Regions from separate parts of the Ovis aries genome. Here region 2 is linked to region 1. Evidence: chromatin contacts called from public Hi-C data. All regions are on one chromosome and are shown on one strand. The core of a region is the stretch at or near the end of the contact, and the rest is flanking DNA. Distances in the headings are between cores, read along the strand shown. Region 1 holds the start of NEDD9 (neural precursor cell expressed, developmentally down-regulated 9). Region 2 overlaps NEDD9 (neural precursor cell expressed, developmentally down-regulated 9).

Region 1 (3,264 bases), core at 472-2,971:
ATAAAACCAATTTTTAAAACTTCTAGATATTTTCAGTGGTTTTTGAAAAATGCTTGGAGGAAACTCTGGCTTAACTGTATTGTTTGATATGTGTTTCTACCATTAAATTAAGATTATATTTTATATCAGGGATTATGTTAAAGTTATTTGACCTCTGGTCTGTTGAAATATTTCTTAATTATGCTTAAGATGCTGTCATCTAATTTCACTGCTCTCATTCTCAGACTTCATCAAGGAAGAATATATGGGATCTTCAGCCATGCATGTGTGTATGTATTAGTTGCTCAGTTATGTCCGACTCTTTGTGACCCCGTGAACTGTAGCCTGCCAGGCTTCTCTGTCCGTGGAATTCTCCAGGCAAGAATACTGGCGTGGGTTGCCATTCCTTTCTCCAGAGGATCTTCCTGACCCAGGAATTGAACTCTGATCTCTTGCATTGCAGGCAGATTCTTTACAATTTGAGCTGCAGAGAAATCCTTCAGCCATATATAAATAATAAGAAAAAAATTGAAGTGAGACAGGTAGGGGGCTTTGTACATGGTTAATGGATGCTCTATGTCTTTCCCTCCGTGTTTTGTTTGATCCTGCTTCCCAGGTGGCGCTAGTGGTAAAGAACCCAACTGCCAATGCAGGAGACCTAAGAGGCCTGAATTCGATCCTTGGGTTCGATCCAGGGAAGAGCCCCTGGAGGAGGGCATGGCAGCCCACTCCAATATTCTTGCCTAGAGAATCCCATGGACAAAGGAGCCTGGTGGGCTACAATCCATAGGGTTGCAAAGAGTCAGACATGACTGAAGCAACTTAGCACGCAGCACCAACAGCAAAGGTTGGCAGAGAGTGTGTTGAGAGTGGATTAGTCACTTTGCTACATGTTGGCATGGTGTTGACTGTGAGCTGTTCTGTGACTGAGGCTGTAAGAGATAAGCATTTAAGAATGGTGAGGTGCTATTCTAAGAAAATATCTGTAAGGTCCTGAGTAATGTGCCTCATTGTTGGGACAGCAAGTATTTGTTTACAGTAATTCTCAAGGGTTAGTGGAGATTATCTTGCTGAGCCCCAAGGAAGTTCTAGGAAATTCGACTTAAAATCAAGTCTGGTGCTGCATCACGGTTTTTTCAAATCAAAATTTACAATAAATATAGATATTTTCCATCCCTTCATATAATGCAATTCAGCAGTAAAGGTGCTGGCAGCAAAGAAATATCGGAAGTGTGGCCCTGGGAATTTTCCCAAAGGCTATTTTTAAAAAATAGGACATTTTGATGAACAACAATGATAATTAAAATGAAAAATCTGTCAGTGCACTACGGGGAACAAAATCTCAACCAGCTATAAAGTTATTCTAGCTAACATTTGTATCATTATTTATGCCATCTAAACATAAAGCAAGGATTTGCAGGAGTTCTACAAAAATTCCAAAAGCATTATACCCGCTATTCATGGAGAATGGCAAATTTGCTTTGGTTCATTTGCCTTTTATCCCTCACTGTTCTAAAAGAGAACAGATATTACATTGTTGAGCTCTATAGCAGTTGTGATCAACAGAAAAAAGAACAAACATCTTTAATTGTTCACAAAGCAACAGATAATTCCCACAACAGACACTGCTTCTGACAACCGCATATTTAAGGCAGAGGAAAAATAGACTGTGTACATACCATGGGGTTATTCCCTAAAAGTCTAGTCAGCATGACTTGCATTCGGGGGAAAGTCCACTAGACATAATCTAAGCCAGACCGCATCAGTGCATGTTTGTCCCCTGCTCTTCCATTAGCACGGAGTGAAATTTCACAGCTAAAATGTCTGCATCAGCTTCTGAAGGAAGAGAGTCCGTATTCCTCACTGTGACCTTGATTCCCTGATGAACCTCAGCAATACTGGTGATTGCTCTTCCCCCGCTATGCCCATCTTATTATCAGTGATAATGGAAGAGGTGAGTCTCTCACTTTCCTATTTCTTTCCGGTGACACTCTCGCCATCTCCAGCACCTATTTTTGCTGTGTTTTCAAAAAGATGGATGTGTCAGTTGCCGTTGTCTCAAAGCATTTTCTCAGAACTGCCTGGCCAGAAAATCCTCTGCACGCCAGAAGGAGAAAAGAGACCTTTTGAGATATTTGTCAGCTTCATTAACCCAGACATGTGCTTTATAAAAATGGAACTTCCGATAAAGATTTTAGGCACTCTTCGACCTTATTCTCTGCATAATTTAAGGATAAAAAAATCTTATTCTTTGCCTTCTTCTTCTGCATCAGCGTTCCGAGGATTGCTATAGGTTTCCTTCCTTTGTGTTTGTTCCAGTTCAGAATTTTACCATTTCCTTTTTCTGTTTGTATTTCTGATTTCATGATCACTCCATTATTTTATTCATCTTCAGTGTCCCCATGTGGGTTGTTCGTATGACTGGTGACATCAATGACTGCTGGCATAGCATAATCTCAAAGAACTCTCTCATAAGTACTCGTTTTACAAGCCATCAGTTACTTAAGGCATTTGGCAATAATGTTTGCTTAGCAGATCAAGTGGTTTATCTTCTAAGTCGTGTATCTTACATTTCTTTGCCGAATTCTGGCTTCTGTCTAGATCTTGCAGGAACCTGAAGAAAGTCACATGGGGCTGCATCAACTTCCTTGTTCAGTTGGGGACAGTCTGATGATGTCGCCCACCAGCTAACCTGTTCTTCCCTTCCCTCCCCGCAGTGTGTGTGCCTGTTGGGGGAGGGAAAAGGAAACCAGACTAGGTAGCCAGTTGGAAACGACCGGTGTTTTTATTTTCTTTCTTTTTTTTTTTAAATGACTGTGTCAGATTTAGTACCAGGGTCTAGCTGACCTCATAGAACACATTGCAAAGCGTTTCCTCATCTTCTGTTTTGGAAAACATTTATGTAAGTTTGATACCTTTTCTTACCTTAATGTTTAAAAGAGTTCACCAGTGATACCATCTGACCCTGATGTATTTAAGGAAAGAGTTCAATCACAAATTCAGTTTACTTAATAAATGCATTTTCAGCAATATTTCCTATTTCTTGTTGTGTCTGTTTTGGTAAGTTGCATTGTTTAGGAATTTCATCTAGCTGTTGAATTTATTAACATCAAATTGTTAATAATATATGTAGCATCTGTAGTATATTCACACATTTATTCCTGGTGTTAGTGGTTTTTCTTATTTTTTTCTTGATTAGCCTATGTAGGGCTTAAGTATCAGTTGTTCAATCTTGTCTCTTTGTGACCGCATGAACTGTAGCCTCCAGGCGCCCCTTTCCATGGG
Region 2 (3,264 bases), core at 507-3,006, 110 kb after region 1:
GAAGGGACCCCCTGGAGGGCAAGGAAGCAGAGAAACACCCGCGTTCCAAGAGCCGACCGCGTGTTCCACCCTTTTTTATCACCTCGGATCCCCCAATCACTCTACTAAGTAACTACTCTCATCCTCATTTAACAGATGGGAAAATAGAGATGCTAAGTCAGGAGAGCCAGGGCTGTGGGTCATCATTAATACTACCATTGTTTTTATGATTAATAGCTCTCAGTTCTCACGTGCCTACTGGGGGATCTTCCCAACCCAGGGATCGAACCCAGGTCTCCTGCATGGCAGGTGGATTCTTTACCAACTGAGCTACCAGGGAAGCCCACCAAGGACAATACCTGTTAATAAATTAGCTGCACTCCCCACAGTTCTGAGGAATAGACAGTATCAGCCTTACACAGATGGGAAACTGAAGCTCAGACAGGTTAAGTCACTTACCTGAAGACAGAGTTAATAATGAACTGAGCGAGCATTCAAACTCCAACCATTGTGCCGTGTTGCCTGGGAGGAGGGGTGGCATTAAGACACCCAAATTAAGCTGCCGGAAGAAGCTGAGCAGAATGCAACAAAGAAATACAAAAAAGAGCATGTTCCTGGGGAACAGGCAAGAGTGAAGAGGCGAGCTCCATGGCAGCGCTAGTTAATCCATGAAACAAAGGCCAGACTCTGATAGTTCCAAGGCACAGCAGGCTGGGCTCAGTGTAAACGTCTGTGCTGCCCACCCGGAGAGGCTTTCTCGGATCCCATCTACACTTGGATGGCTGGGGTATAGATGACTCACTTCTCTGGAGGAGAGATAAGAGGGGGAGGCTGGGGTGCCCAAGCCCCAGATTTCTGGGGATAAACTCTCCTGTGTCCAGTGAGAGGGAGCAGAAGGGCCCAGGCGTGTTAACACTGCAGGAGAGGAAACCCGGGACACAGCGGGATAAGGGAAGGCTTGCCCTGTCGCGAGCACCTGCAGGCGGAGCGCGAGCCGCGGAGGGCGGGCCGGGCCGTGTGCTTGTAGGCAGCAGCTGTGGACTTGGTGCCAATAAGCTGACCTGCCTCTGCTGTCTGCCAGGGGCCCACCGAAGGGATCTAAGTTTATCTACCGTTCCCTAACCACTGCGCTGTTTAAAGCCTTCGGAGTCCCCCCTTGTTGTCTGCGGGGCGAAGCCGTGACTCCTCTCAAGGTGGAGGCCCCTCCCGACCGGGCTCGGGCTCCGGCTCCGGCCTCGTCTGTCGTCGCCCTGACCGTGAGCTCAGCCACGTGCCCTGGCCCTGGGCCTCCTCAGCCCTCACTCCGCCCCCTCGGTCTCCCCTGCTCCCTTCCCGCCTCTTTTCCTTCCTGGCCTCTCTGCCCTGCACGTGCCATCAGCTCCCCCCGGAACGTCTTTTCGCCCAACTCTGTGATCATCTGCCGGCTCCCTCTCATCTTCCTTCAGGACTCCTCTCCCCCAAAACCTCTTCTGATTCTCCCAGGCCTGGCCGACATCCCATCCTCTCCACGAGCCCCCAAGCGAACACCTCTATTCTGCTTACCCGAGCAGCCCAACCGCCTGTCTCCTTGCCCACCTCCCTTCCTCAGGACCAGCGATCGAGAGGTCTTGCTCAGCATCTTGGTCATATGTCCCCAGCCCCCACTACAGCCTCTTGTACAGAGCGGGTGCTCAGTAAGCCTGTCCGCTGGCTGGTGACATTGAGGACAGGCGGGCCTGCCGCCTTCTGACTTCCCATCTCCTCTGAGAGTCTGTGAGTCTCTATTTCTGCTCCTGCAGTGAGGCGCAGAGGACAGGAAGTTGCCAAAGCCGGATGATAAGACTTCTTCTGTTTGGGGCTGCCCACGTCGGCCTGGTCTCTGCAACTTGTAAAAACAGTTTTGATGAGGCAAGAGCTGCAAAAACCTAGCAGGATAACAATGACAGTGGCGTCTCAACCAGCTGTGGCCTGTCCAGATTATATGAGCCTCTGGTGGCTGTGGGGTTGGGAAGGGTGTGGGGGCGAGGTCGGCTTTATGTAGGAGTCAAAAGGACAACTGTCAAAACTGATCTGAGTGTTTCAAAGACTCTTCTCTCTCAAGGCATTGCCTCTAGAGGTCAGCCTGACACCTGAAATCCTCACCTTAAATGCTTTCTTCTTAAGGCTGGATGTCCCAGAAGAGACCAGACAGAAATGAAATATGTTACCCAGATGGTGTAACCCTTGAAGTCACGTTTGGCCATTAAATGTGTGTGTGAGTCGCTCAGTCATGTCCGACTCCTTGTGACCCCATGGATTGTAGCCTGCCAGGCCCCTCTGTCTATGGGATTCTCCAGGCAAGAATACTGGAGTGGGTTGCCATTCCCTTCTCCAGGGGCATCTTCCCAACCCAGGGATCAAACCCAGGTCTCTTGCTTTGCAGGCAGATTCTTTACTGGCCGAGCTGCCGGGATGCCCTTGATTGGCCATTAAGAGCCAATTGTAAATTAGTTTTTCATTGCCCAGACTAGCTCCTGAAGAACTGTGAACTGTGAACATCTCAGTTTAGAAGGTTGGGTAAGACTGTACACTGCCCATCACCTCTTTTGAACGTAGAGATAACTCTGAGCTGGAGATATTGAGGATTTTTAGCGCAGATTTGCAAGGAAAGAAATTGAGCTGGGAGAGAAGTGACTTGCCCAAAGTTGCAGCTCATAAAGAGGGAAAGACATGGCTGGGCCTCCAGTCTTCACCGCCCCCACCTCCCACAGCATACCACCGCCCCCCTCCACTGCCCCTCTTCACCCCACTTCACCTCCTGGTTCTGCTCTATTGGTGGAGAGATGGGTTGGGGGCTGGGCAGCGCAGACTGGCTCCCCTTTTCCTAAATGAGGAGCCATGAAGGGCGGAGGGGAAGGGGCTGAGGCCTGGAAAGGCTGGTGTGAGTGGAGGCAACAGGGAAGTTTGGCTGACTCTGTGTAACTCAGCTTCCTGGAGGCCCTGACTCAGTAGCCCTGGACTGAAGCTGGCTGTCTGGGCTCCACAGAAAGAAAAGGTTTTCACAGCCTCTCTGCGTGAGGCTCTGAACACAGATTCAGGCTGCTGCCTGCAGCAGTTACTGGTTGAGTGATCAAAGGCAGTCAGGGAGCCTTGAAAAGCTGAGCAGGGCTGGGTGGGGGGTAGGGGTGGGGGCGGTGGGACTGCTCAGTCAACAGCCAGCCTGGATCTGCTCCCCAGCGCTAACCTCCCCTCCTCAGCCCTAACTCCCCTCCTCCCCAGAAAGAGTCCACACCAGTCTTAGAGGGAAAGTCTAGAGATAAATACAAG

What was found. Hi-C and Micro-C count contacts between places; a contact is called where the count stands out from the background.
Region 2: a contact with region 1 is called in a Hi-C map of liver, with 5 times the contacts expected there. The contact joins the enhancer-like site here to the promoter of NEDD9 in region 1. A contact is called at or near these places in 2 of 16 Hi-C or Micro-C datasets (blood and liver).

Annotation. Positions count from the first base shown.
Region 1 is chr20:44,062,232-44,065,495 of ARS-UI_Ramb_v3.0, forward strand. It overlaps NEDD9 (neural precursor cell expressed, developmentally down-regulated 9), which reads left to right and starts at 1,722. Exons shown (of 8, transcript XM_060403510.1): 1 at 1,722-1,933.
Region 2 is chr20:44,169,110-44,172,373 of ARS-UI_Ramb_v3.0, forward strand. All of the region lies in intron 1 of NEDD9 (neural precursor cell expressed, developmentally down-regulated 9), which reads left to right. Among named protein-coding and RNA genes, the nearest start is that of NEDD9, 110 kb to the left of the region's middle. Within about 2 kb of position 1,757, at least 19 of the 54 cell types and tissues checked have an H3K27ac peak or open chromatin away from gene starts, as enhancers often do. A contact at or near this core is called in liver, where this site is marked.